Linked DNA regions of Hordeum vulgare: region 2 is linked to region 1. The links are chromatin contacts, called in public HiChIP or PLAC-seq maps. All regions are on one chromosome and are shown on one strand. The core of a region is the stretch at or near the end of the contact, and the rest is flanking DNA. Distances in the headings are between cores, read along the strand shown. Region 1 holds the start of LOC123401494 (cation-transporting ATPase HMA5-like). Region 2 holds the start of LOC123404770.

What was found. HiChIP or PLAC-seq counts read pairs in DNA pulled down with a chosen protein or histone mark.
Region 2: an H3K4me3 HiChIP or PLAC-seq map of embryo shows a contact between it and region 1, with 9 times the contacts expected there. The contact joins the promoter of LOC123404770 here to the promoter of LOC123401494 in region 1. A contact is called at or near these places in 1 of 6 Hi-C or Micro-C datasets (leaf) and 1 of 1 datasets of contacts at active chromatin or transcription factors (embryo).

The regions. Positions count from the first base shown.
Region 1 is chr6H:134,133,547-134,139,197 of MorexV3_pseudomolecules_assembly, reverse strand. LOC123401494 (cation-transporting ATPase HMA5-like) reads right to left here and starts at 1,795. Exons shown (of 9, transcript XM_045095317.1): 1 at 1,397-1,795; 2 at 89-703. The coding sequence starts at 1,693.
Region 2 is chr6H:134,421,880-134,428,308 of MorexV3_pseudomolecules_assembly, reverse strand. LOC123404770 reads left to right here and starts at 5,040. Exons shown (of 2, transcript XM_045098719.1): 1 at 5,040-5,683; 2 at 6,174-6,429. The coding sequence starts at 5,047. The coding sequence ends at 6,340.

The DNA of each region.
Region 1 (5,651 bases), core at 546-3,045:
AAGGGTATAGCTACCAGGGGAACTTTAGACTGAACTAGAGATGCAACAAAAACCATAAACAAATAGGATAGCAGGGATAAAAACTTACACTTAGGAATAAGCTGGAGCGAAGGAGGTGAAGCATTTTTGAAGCCTCTTGCGCATCATTTGAAGAAGACCGTACATATGGGTTCTGTACATGGGCTTTCAGTCTGCCACTGCTTTCAATCTCAATAATATCCACAATCGATCTCAAACCAACGACTTCTGGATCGAATGTAATTTCAACTTCTGCCCTTACAGAATTTACATCAAACTGGCACAGGCCTTCTGTTTTTCTCAGGATATCATATAATAAATTTACATCTCTCTCTGTATGCAATCCTATCAAACCTAATAAAGCCTTATCTTGCTCACTACTTTGTAACAGTGCAGCTTCAAAACCAGCATCCTCGATAGCCTGAACAATCTCATCTTTGCTAATAGCAGCCGGATCATACTCGACTTCCCCTAATGAGGTCGCTAATGCAACAACTGCTCTGTTTACACCTGGCAACTTCTTTAAGATCCCTTCAACTGAGTTCACACAGGCAGCACAAGTCATGCCCCCTATCCTAAATTGGCCTGACAAAGCCTTCTGTGACTTTGGCTGAGAAACAGCAGAGTCTGGGAGGATCTCTGCTTCAAATCCAGCATCTTCTATTGCTTCTACGATGTCTTCTTCCTGAATACAACAAACACTGTCAGGTCCATTTCAGAAACCTCAATGTAAAAGCAAATTGGTTTAAATAAGCAAGGTTACAGGTTGGCAACGTCATGGAGAGTTGAGATCTTTGAAGCAGACCTAACATCACATTTTCGTAGAGGTTGTTTGCAATTGCGAGTCACGGTACATGTGCTTCATGGGGCTGTTCGGGAACCGGTTAAGCAAGTTACTACGAGTCTGTCAAGTCTTCCTAGAAAATGGTTATGAACCAGCACTAGGGCTGCAGCTTTGCAATTGGTACTATGAAAATCTCCCAATATTTTTTCGTAAACGTGGTTAGAATCCATATGATTACCAAACTCGCTAGACTTGCTTCCCGACAAAGCAAGGTAGAGCGTCCCACAAACTCAACCCACACGACTGATCAATTGGAACAGCCGGAGGACAAGCGAGCCAAAATGAAGCAGCTACCGCACGAGTTGTGAGTGTTTCATTGCGCATCCTAACCACCATAACCGACAAAACGCAGCGAAGTTTCCCGCCTTGAGCTCCCCAATTCCGCGTCCGATTACCAACAAGGGCGCCATAATCCTCCAGTATCGAAGCCACCGCACCAGAATTCACCGCAGGGGCGCGATCCCAGACCAAATCTCCAGCGCGCGCGGAGGCGATGGAGGGAGCGGGAGGGGGAGGGATCACGCGGAACCAAACCTTTGCGAGCGCGGGGTCGAACACGACGTGGGCGCGGTTCTGCAGCAACGACACGGCGGCGCTCCGGACGCCGCGGCGGGCGGAGAGGGCGGCCTCGACGGCGCCCGTGCAGGCGGAGCACGTCATGCCCGTGACCCGCACCTGGGCCCGGCGCATGCCCGCGTCCTCCTCCTCCTCCTCCTCCTGCCCAGTCCGCGAGCTCAGGCCCTCCGGCTCGTCGTAGGACCCCAGCAGCGCCACCTCCTCCATCTCGTCGTCGCGGCCGCCGGCGACCGCCGTAAGCTGGAGGTGGGCCATGGCCGTCAGAGACGGGGGTGGCGAGGCGAGGCGAGGCGAGGCAATAGTTCGGAGGGGAATGAACGGGAAGGGGAAATGTGAATTGTGAAGGGGAGACCGACCGAGTAGGCCGGGAAAGGCGATGGGTGTAATAGTGCGAGACGCGAGGGGTGGGTCCGAGACTCCGCGAGGATTCCGAGGGCGTTTCTGAAAATGTTGCGGATAGTGCCGGTTTGGTGGGTAGGTAGCCGGCAAATCGGGGAGCGTTACATTTGGCGTTAATCTCCTTGTGATATGGTTTGACTCGATCGTAATGAGTACGGAGTACTAACGTACGTTTGGATTACCCTCGCTGATTTGATTATTGGGCAGGCCTTGCAAATGCGTCTTGCGCTCAGGAAAGCGTCAATATTGGAGACCTTGGCGTCAAGCATGTTGCAAATCGATCCTGTAGACTTCGGCGTGTACAAAGTTGCAGGGCGTGAGCTTGGTTTATAGCCGGCCGGAAGCAGCCTGGCACCACTTCTGTATTACAAATCGATGCCTGCTGTATTTTTTGTTCATTCGGAGCAACTGACTCTTTCACAAATCCAATTTGGCACCACTTCTGCAGAATGGTTCTTTAGCGAAAAAGTGTTTCCCCGCTTTGTATTACAAAACAACCAACATTGATTAATGAACAAACATTGTGACAAGCAGCACAACAAACCAAAAGAAACAGAAGAGAAAAAAATAATGTCAACACCGACAGCTCGACAAAGCGCGGATGAACCGCAACCGTTGCGCCTCCGAAATCGATCTATCACGATCCAAGGCGTTTGCAGTTCGCGCAAAACAGCTTTTGCGGGCTGGTCCGGGCTGGCACAGATGCAGACCCCCCAAATGGATGCGTAAAAAAGTATATTCGCGGAATATATACTTTTTTACGGGCCGGCTTTGCGGGATCTGCTCTTTGCGCCGTTGCATCCCGCATATCATCAGCCCGCAAATATCAAATACAACATAATTCAACAATCGAAAACAAACTGAATTATTCGAATCAAACATAATACAATAATCATCCGCATTACAAGTAATTATTCAAATAACCGTAGCAAACTTAAATAGTGCAATACAAAACTTGTCATGAATACAAAAATAAGTCATTGTTCAGCCCTTTGCCAATGGTGCTCAATGAGATCTTCCTGAAGTTGAAAGTGGGTGTGTGCATTTTCAATCTCCTTGTATGTGTGAAGAAAAGTTGTAATGTGGTTTGGGTCTCTAGCTGGTTTGACACGGCTACCCACATTGTCGTAAAAGAATTCTAAGTTCAATCCTCTGTCATCTTCAAGAATCATATTGTGCAGGATAACACAGCATGTCATGATGTTCTTCAAGGTTTTCTTATCCCCAAAACGAGCAGGACCACGGACAATGGCAAACCTAGATTGCAAAACACCAAATGCTCTTTCAATGTCTTTGCGGGCTGCCTGTTGCACCCTTACAAATTCACATTGTTTTTTTGTTTTGGGTTCTTTGATGCTCTTGACAAATGTGCACCAAGGAGGGTATATACCATCTGCAAGATAGTACCCCTTTGTGTATTCACGCCCATTGATAGTGCAGTTGCAAGCAGGAGCATCATCACTAGCAAGCCTAGCAAACAAATGAGACCGTTGCAACACATTGATATCATTGAGAGTGTCCGGCATACCAAAAAAGCAATGCCAAATCCATAAATCCCCGGATGCTACGGCCTCTAGCACAATTGTTGCATCACGAGACTTGCCACAATACATTCCTTAGCAAGCCTTGGGGCAATTTTTCCAATTCCAATGCATACAATCAATGCTACCTAGCATTCTGATACGTCTCAAACGTATCTATAATTTTTTATGGTTTCACGCTGTTATCTTATCATCTTTGGATGTTTTATGTACCTTTTATATATTTTTTGGGACTAACTTATTAATTCAATGCCAGTTCCTGTTTTTCTGTGTTTTTGGCTCTTTTCAAATCTGATTTTGGAACGGAGTCCAAACGGAATAAAATCCCCGAAATGGTTTTTTCCCGAACGGAAGAAGATCAGGGGGGCCGTGGGCCAAGACAGGAGGGCTCCAGGGAGCCCACAAGCCCCCACTCCGCCACCACGGGGGAGGCGGCGGTGGCAGGGCTTGTGGCCTCCCTGAGCGCCCCCTGACCTAGATCTTTGGCCTATATATTCCCTAAAATACATCAAAAAATCAGGGGATCCACGAAAATACTTTTCCGTCGCCGCAAGCTTCCGTTTCCGCGATATCTCATCTAGAGACCCTTCCCGGCGCCCTGCCGGAGGGGACTTTGGAGTTGGAGGGCTTCTTCATCATCATCATCACCCCTCCAATGACTTGTGAGTAGTTCACTTCAGACCTACGGGTCCGTAGTTAGTAGCTAGATGGCTTCTTCTCTCTCTTGGATCTTCAATACAAAGTTCTCCATGATCTTCATGGAGATCTATCCGATGTAATCTTCTTTGGCGGTGTGTTTGTCGAGATCCGATGACTTGTGGATTTGTGATCAGATTATCTATGATATATATTTGAGTCTTTGTTGATTTCTTATATGCATGATTTGATATCCTTGTAAGTCTCTCCGAGTCTTGGGTTTTGCTTGGCCAACTAGATCTATGATTCTTGCAATGGGAGAAGTGCTTGGTTTTGGGTTCTACCATGTGGTGACATTTCCCAGTGACAGTAGGGGCAGCAAGGCACACATTAAGTAGTTTCCATCAAGGGTAACAAGATGGGCTCTGTCGTTGATATGAGATTGTCCATCTACATCATGTCATCTTGCTTAAGGCGTTACTCTGTTCTTTTGAACTTAATACACTAGATGCATGCTGGATAGCGGTCGACGTGTGGAGTAATAGTAGTAGATGCAGAAAGTATCGGTCTACTTGTTTTGGACGTGATGCCTATAGATATAATCATTGCCATAGATGACGTCGCGACTTTGCGCGGTCCTATCAATTGCTCGACGGTAATTTGTTCACCCACCGTCTACTTTCTTTCATGAGAGAAGCCACTAGTAAACACTACGGCCCCCGGGTCTATTCACATCTATCGTTTCCACTTTCGCTTTTACTTTGCTTTGTTACTTTGTTGCTTTCAGTTCTCACTTGGCGAACAATCTATAAGGGATTGACAACCCCTTCATAGCATTGGGAGCAAGCTTTTTGTGTTTGTGCACGATCTTGTGATACTCCTCCACTGGATTGATACATTGGTTCTCAAACTGAGGGAAATACTTACCACCGCTGTGCTACATCACCCTTTCCGCTTCGAGGGAACACCAACGCAAGGCTCCAAGGCCACGGGGGAAATCCTTTGCTTATTTTCCTAGGAAGTCCCTTAAGGCGTAGCCATAGCAGAAGGATTCCTGGTGTCGTCGACACGACTATTCTTGTCGCCGTTGCCAGGGAAGCACAGCTGACATCAGAAGTATTTCTAGCGCCATTGCCGGGGAGGAGAGATCAAGATCTATCCAAGTAGGTCTCACAAACTCATCTCTTGCATTTACTTTTGTTGCCAGTTGCCTCTCGTTTTCCTCTCCCCCACTTCACATTTGCCGTTTTCATTTGCCTTTCTCCTTTGCCGTTTTCTTTTGCCTTTTGCCTTTTTCGTTCGCCCTTTTCTCTCGCTTGCTTTTTGTTCGCTTGTGTGCCATGTGCCTTCAATATGCTTGCATCTTCGCTTGCTGAAAATCTAGTGATATGGATCCTCATCCACTAGCTAATCTCTTGAAGAGACCCGCTTATGTGGAATGAATTGCTAGTGAGTTGAGGGCGCTTGACTATCTTTATGGAGTTTTGCTTGAGATGCGTGAATCTCAAAATTGTGAGGAAGAAATTTATGAAGAGATTCACGAGGTCTCCTTGGATGAAAAACATGATTGCAATGGTTTCACTATAAATTCTATTAGTGATAATCATGCTAAAATTATGCAAAACCCTAAGCTTGGG
Region 2 (6,429 bases), core at 3,791-6,290, 290 kb before region 1:
GACCAATGTGCCTTTCACAAGAGCTAAGTAAGTTTTTTAATTGCAGAGGACAAATGTGTCTCTCAAAGACCATCAGGAGTAACTTATTTGTTGTTGTTGTCAAGCACTGTTTATGGATAGTAGAAAATGGGACGACTTTGTCCAACATCAAGTCTGTTTGGCAGAAGATAGTCAAAGATGCGCAAGACCGAGATTGCTATTTTGATATCCAAAGCTGCATCTACTCTACTGTCGAAGTTAAATCTACGAGCTACAGACCAATAGCAGAAACACAAACACAAGCTACTGTATTAATTGGGATCTAGAGAGCTCACCGGGTTCTGCAACAAGAAGAAGGAGGACCTCCAGTTGTTCATGAGGCCCTCGGCGGCCACCACGAAGCCCTCCACGTAGACAAACCAGCAGCCGCATGAGCCGCTCCTGGTCGGGGCGGTCGGCGGGAAGGAGGACTGCATGCGGCGGTCGACGGGGAGGAGGACTTCGTGTGGCGGCCGGCGGGGAGGAGGCATGCGTGCGTGCGGCGGGCAGGAGGACAAGACGAGAACTGAAGTCTGCAGATGCAGTTGGACTGTTGGAGGAGAGGAACTAGGGTAATAACCGGGTTACACCCACAGCTTGTGGTCTAAAATAGACCAAACGGTTTAGGCCCGTAACCACCCATATCCAAACTGCTTTTCTTTTAAACCCAAACCAAACCAAACTTAAAATGCCTAAGCTCAATATGACCTAAACCAGCCAAAGCCCAATATAAAAACCAAACCATTTAAACCGGTTTTTCTAAAACCATTCTCAGATTTAGTAGTGTTTGAAGGAAGAGGCGAAGATAGAGCGACGAGGACCGTCCGCAGCAAGCTATCCGACGGCCAGCGAGAAGAGGAGAAAGACTAGCTGGATGTTTCGGTCCCTCCGCCGCCGCCAGCAGTCTATTCCCCGCTCCTCGTCCGCTCCCCACCCTGACTGTTCCTCCCTCAGCAGAACTCCTCCCTCCCTCCCTCTTGATTCTCCGAGTCCGACTCCATATGATCCAGCCCTCCTTTCATCGATAAATATCCTTTTATCCGCGAGTGCCTAGATCCACAGCAAAAGTTTGACGGAGGAAGAGGAAGAAAGGATCCATGTCCACGAGGCGCTATTTGGACGCCTCTCTGAAGCTGCCTGCTCAGGATCTACAACTCATCGATGCTTGTAGAGTGGAACAAATCCTCGTCGACCGATCCGCCTACATCGTCGACGAGCGGAACCACACCACCGCATATTCCGACACCAGGGACGGCGACGAGATGCACGTCAGCTTTTTCATCGCCCAGCCGCCGCGCGTTTCCTACTTCTGCGTCTCCTGCACCAACGAAAATCCCACCAGCTTCAGTTCTGAGCCTCAAATGGTTGCCACAGACACAGAGGGTAACCTCGCCCTGTTTCTTTTGACGTACGGCCCTCACCGGATCAAGCACGACTACTACATCTACCGGGCCCCGGACGCTGCTCACGGTGTGCGGCCGGGGGAAATTGGATGATTTGCCCTACTTTATTTGGGCATTAGATGATTTGCCCCATTTTACATACGATTAGATCATTTGCCCCACTTTTTGTTTTTCTTTTGATGATTTGCCCTTTTCAATTACTGTAATCACTTTCGGATTTATATCCCTTTTTTCACATGCAAAAAAGATCATTTTCGGATTTATATCCCTTTTTTCACATGCAAAAAAGACACAATTGCCCCTGTGGCTAAATTATGATTTGATACTGTACAAGTCTGCTCTTTACAAGGCTGTATCCAACCGAAGCAACTAATTAACATGAAACAAATCATATCCCTTTCTTCACGTGGCTTTACACAACAGAACCAATTATACTAACAAATCATAGATTGATTCTGCTGCTTTGGTCATCATGTTCATGGCTACAGGAGAGGTGGATCCACCGCCGGCCGCCAAGCCATCAACAACTGCGATGACCACCGGACAACGGGGAAATTGGATGATTTGCCCTACTTTATTTGGGCATTAGATTATTTGCCCAATTTTACATATGATTAGATCATTTGCCTCATTTTTTATTTTTCTTTTGATGATTTGCCCTTTTCAATTACTGTAATCATTTTCGGATTTATATCCTTTTTTCACATGCGAAAAGACACAATTCCCCGTGTGGCTAGATTATACTAATTCTTCCCTAGTCTTATCTATTGTTGGACTAATCCCAGTCTCCCAGAGCATCGACGAGGTCACCATTCCTAAATAGTACTGAAACCAGAGGAAGCGAGGAGGCCGACGACGGCACTGTGGCCCCAGCAGTGGCCTGGCGCGGCGGCTCCAGCTGCAGCTGGAGCTTGACGACCCGGCCCGGCGCGGCGGCTTCCGCTGCTGCTCGGCGGCGCGGCGCGGCGGCTCCAGCTAGAGGTTGACGACCCGGCCCGACGCGGCGGCTCACGCTGCTGCTCGGCGGCCTGGCGCGGCGACACCCGCTGCAGCTCGGAGCTGTAGATGGCGTGCTAGTCACTGGTAAATACTAACTTTATTCAGTGACTAATGGATTTACAACCTTTTTTGTGTGAGCTCGTTGCGTTGCCAGTAACAGCCATGCTGGACTACCATGTTGATAGATCTATATACGGGATCCCATCTATATACATGCTTTGCATCTTGACATATGCACTTGGTTGGAGATTGACAGCAGATAAAAGAATAGACTGACAACATATGTTCACTTAGCACATGAAATTGAGATAATATATCACACCGAAATCACGAACTGATGCCACAAAAAGGTTGCTCGGTTCAAATGGCATGATAAATTAGTCCGAGTTCACATCAAGCAAAAAATATATTTTTCCAACTAAATATCTCAGAAATTGACAAATTTAAACATCTCTCAGAATTTAAAATAGTAGTTTAATGCACTAAAATTAGAGCTTCTTCTTCCTTGGGGTCAATTTTTTCTTGCATGTCGTAGAATGTGAAGGGAAGTGAGAAGTAGGTGATGCTACAGAATTAATAGTATTTGTCCCAGATGGTTGTGACGCATCGTCTTTAGTCATGGCCATAGCAAGCCTCCTGCATGTTTACACACCAATGTTATAAAAGTAGGAATTTTCTTATGCATGAATCAAATGTGTATACGACACATATAATAGTTACCCCCTTGTGATAGGCCCGGGACTATTATGAAGGCTGGAGGCAGTGTGATTGTTGTTGCGCGTGTAGGTGTCGCAACAACAACAGGAGGGAGCTCGTGAGCAGACACGTCACTAGAAATTTTAATTACACCGAATGTTACAAAAAATAGTATAATAGTACTAATTTGATACTTGGGGCACAGGAAAGCAACTTGCAAACAAAAGGAAGCTAAAGAGAGGTAACACATGCACTAGCATCTCGTCTACATTAGTATCAAATTAGTACTATTATACTATTTTTTGTAACATTCGGTGTGATTAAAATTTCTAGTGACGTGTCTGCTCACGAGCTCTCTCCTGTTGTTGTTGCGACACCTACACGCACAACAACAATCACACTGCCTCCAGCCTTCATAATAGCCCCGGGCCTATCACAAGGGGGTAACTATTATATGTGTCGTATGCACATTTGATTCATTCATAAGAAAATTCCTACTTCTATAACATTGGTGTGTAAACATGCAGGAGGCTTGCTATGGCCATAACTAAAGACGATGCGTCACAACCATTTGGGACAAATACTATTAATTCTATAGCATCACCTACTTCTCACTTCCCTTCACATTCTACGACATGCAAGAAAAAATTGACCCAAAGGAAGAAGAAGCTCTAATTTTAATGCATTGAACTACTATTTTAAATTCTGAGAGATGTTTAAATTTGTCAATTTCAGAGATATTTAGTTGGAAAAATATATTTTTTGCTTGATGTGAACTCGGACTAATTTATCATGCCATTTGAACCGAGCAACCTTTTTGTGGCATCAGTTCGTGATTTCGGTGTGATATATTATCTCAATTCCATGTGCTAAGTGAACATATGTTGTCAGTCTATTCTTTTATCTGCTGTCAATCTCCAACCAAGTGCATATGTCAAGATGCAAAGCATGTATATAGATGGGATCCCGTATATAGATCTATCAACATGGTAGTCCAGCATGGCTGTTATTGGCAACGCAACGAGCTCACACAAAAAAGGTTGTAAAAATCCATTAATCACCGAATAAAGTTAGTATTTACCAGTGACTAGCACGCCATCTACAGCTCCGAGCTACAGCGGGTGTCGCCGCGCCCAGGCCGCCGAGCAGCAGCGTGAGCCGCCGCGTCGGGCCGCCGAGCAGCAGTGGAAGCGGCCGCGGGGTCGTCAAGCTCCAGCTGTAGCTGGAGCCGCCGCGCCAGGCCACTGCTGGGGCCACAGTGCCGTCGTCGGCCTCCTCGCTTCCTCTGGTTTCATTAGGTGACCTCGTCGATGCTCTGGAAGACTGGGACTAGTCCAACAATAGATAAGACTTGGGAAGAATTAGTATAATCTAGCCACAGGGGGAATTGTGTCTTTTCGCATGTGAAAAAAAGATATAAATCCGAAAATGATTACAGTAATTGAAAAGGACAAATCATCACAAAAATGGGGCAAATGATCTAATTATATGTAAAATGGAGCAAATCATCTAATGCCCAAATAAAGTAAGGCAAATCATCCAATTTCCCGTGCGGCCGGTGCTCGAGCGTATCGTTATTCCGGAACCATTCCTCTTTTATCACACTGCCCCATACTACTTCCATAACAATGAGGTTGGTCTCCTGCGCTACCGCACCAGCCCACCAGATAACACCCCCACCCTCCGCCGCACCAGCCCACCAGATAACACCCCCACCCTCCGCCGCCAGGGCTTCGACGCCTACAAGATCGCCACTCTCCGTACTCATGATACCGAACGCCAAGGGAGCCGGTACAACCTCTACACCTACGATTCCCAGGATAAGACATGGGACCGCAAGACTGCAATTTTAAAGGGCAAAAAATATAGCCTCCTACTCGCTTCACATCGATCCCAAATCGTCATCACCATCGGGGGAGATGTTGGCACCATGGGATGGGTTGATCTTGAGCATGGCATTGCCCTCTGCGATGTCTTGGGAGGGCAGGAGGACAGCTCCACTATGAAACAGATTCGATACATCCCACTGCCGGATAAAGGTCCGGTCAAGACACACAGCATTCTCCGTGGTACTACACAGCGTTATCGCACCGTTGCTGTAGTCCATGATCACATCGAGTATGTCGAGGTACAAATCCATGTCCGGCCAGGTGCTCGCCCAAGCCGGCTTCACGGCACCTACTTTTCAGATGGCTGGACGGTCCTCAGGTGGAGCAGGACGGTCACCTCCACCTCTCGCTGGACCATGGACTGCAAGCTCACCGCTTCTGATATAACCGTCCCTGCGGACATGGCAGCATTGCTGCCCATGTTGCCAACAGAGGAAGATAGTGCTGCGACAACCTTGGAGAGGCTCCACGTTGGTCACCCCACAATCAGCTTGGGTGATGACAGTGATGTCGTCTACTTCATGGCCAAGATTGATGAGATGGAGGAGGCGGCATGGGTCATTGCTGTGAACACAAAGAAGAAGTTGCAAGGAGTTACTGAGTTCAGACCACGTAGCAGGCACAGCTTGGAGTTCACCTACATCCCAACCACCATCTCCAAGCATCTGACTCCACCAGGTAACGACGACATCATCCCTGTCTCACCATTATTTAGTGCCCAGTTCTCAGATATATCAAATAAAATTCCTCTTCATGTATATATACTACAACCGTTTCAAGTCCATTACCGTTGAGAGATTTATGTAATCCTTTTGCTCCAGTGAGGCCCTGTTAACGCGAGGTCCAGTAAAATGTAATACCTCCAGCCAATAATAGAGGATATTACTACAACCAAAATAAAAATACATTGGTTGTAATAACATCTTATATTATAGGGCGGAGGGAGTGCTTGCAGGCCTAAGACTCTGGTCTGGTGCTAAACATCATCATAACGAAATCTCGCACCAAAATGGACACGCGAAAGAGCACATCACCTGCTTGTTGCTACATTAATTCTGGAACTGGAATTTATTCAAGCTGGCCTGATCTGGCTTATATTTAGCATTCGCAGTCTTGAGCTACTAGTTTCGACTCGTCATTCTTAACATGGGAATGTTTCGCTGTGCAGGAGCAAAGGGTAACGTGAAAAGACCTGGGATGGTGTTGCCTGGTTCCGCTAACAAGAAGCTGCTGCCTGCTGTCCCGTTGATGTATGAGAGCTTTTGTGGACAAAATCTGCAGAACGCCCAAGTAGAACAAGGGGACGACACCACGGATCCTATGGACATAGAATAGGATGTGTCCATCTCAAAAAAAAAAAAAGAGGGAAAAAAGAATGGGATGTGTGGTTTGATGTTGTTTTCTCAAGTCCCAGTATTTTATTT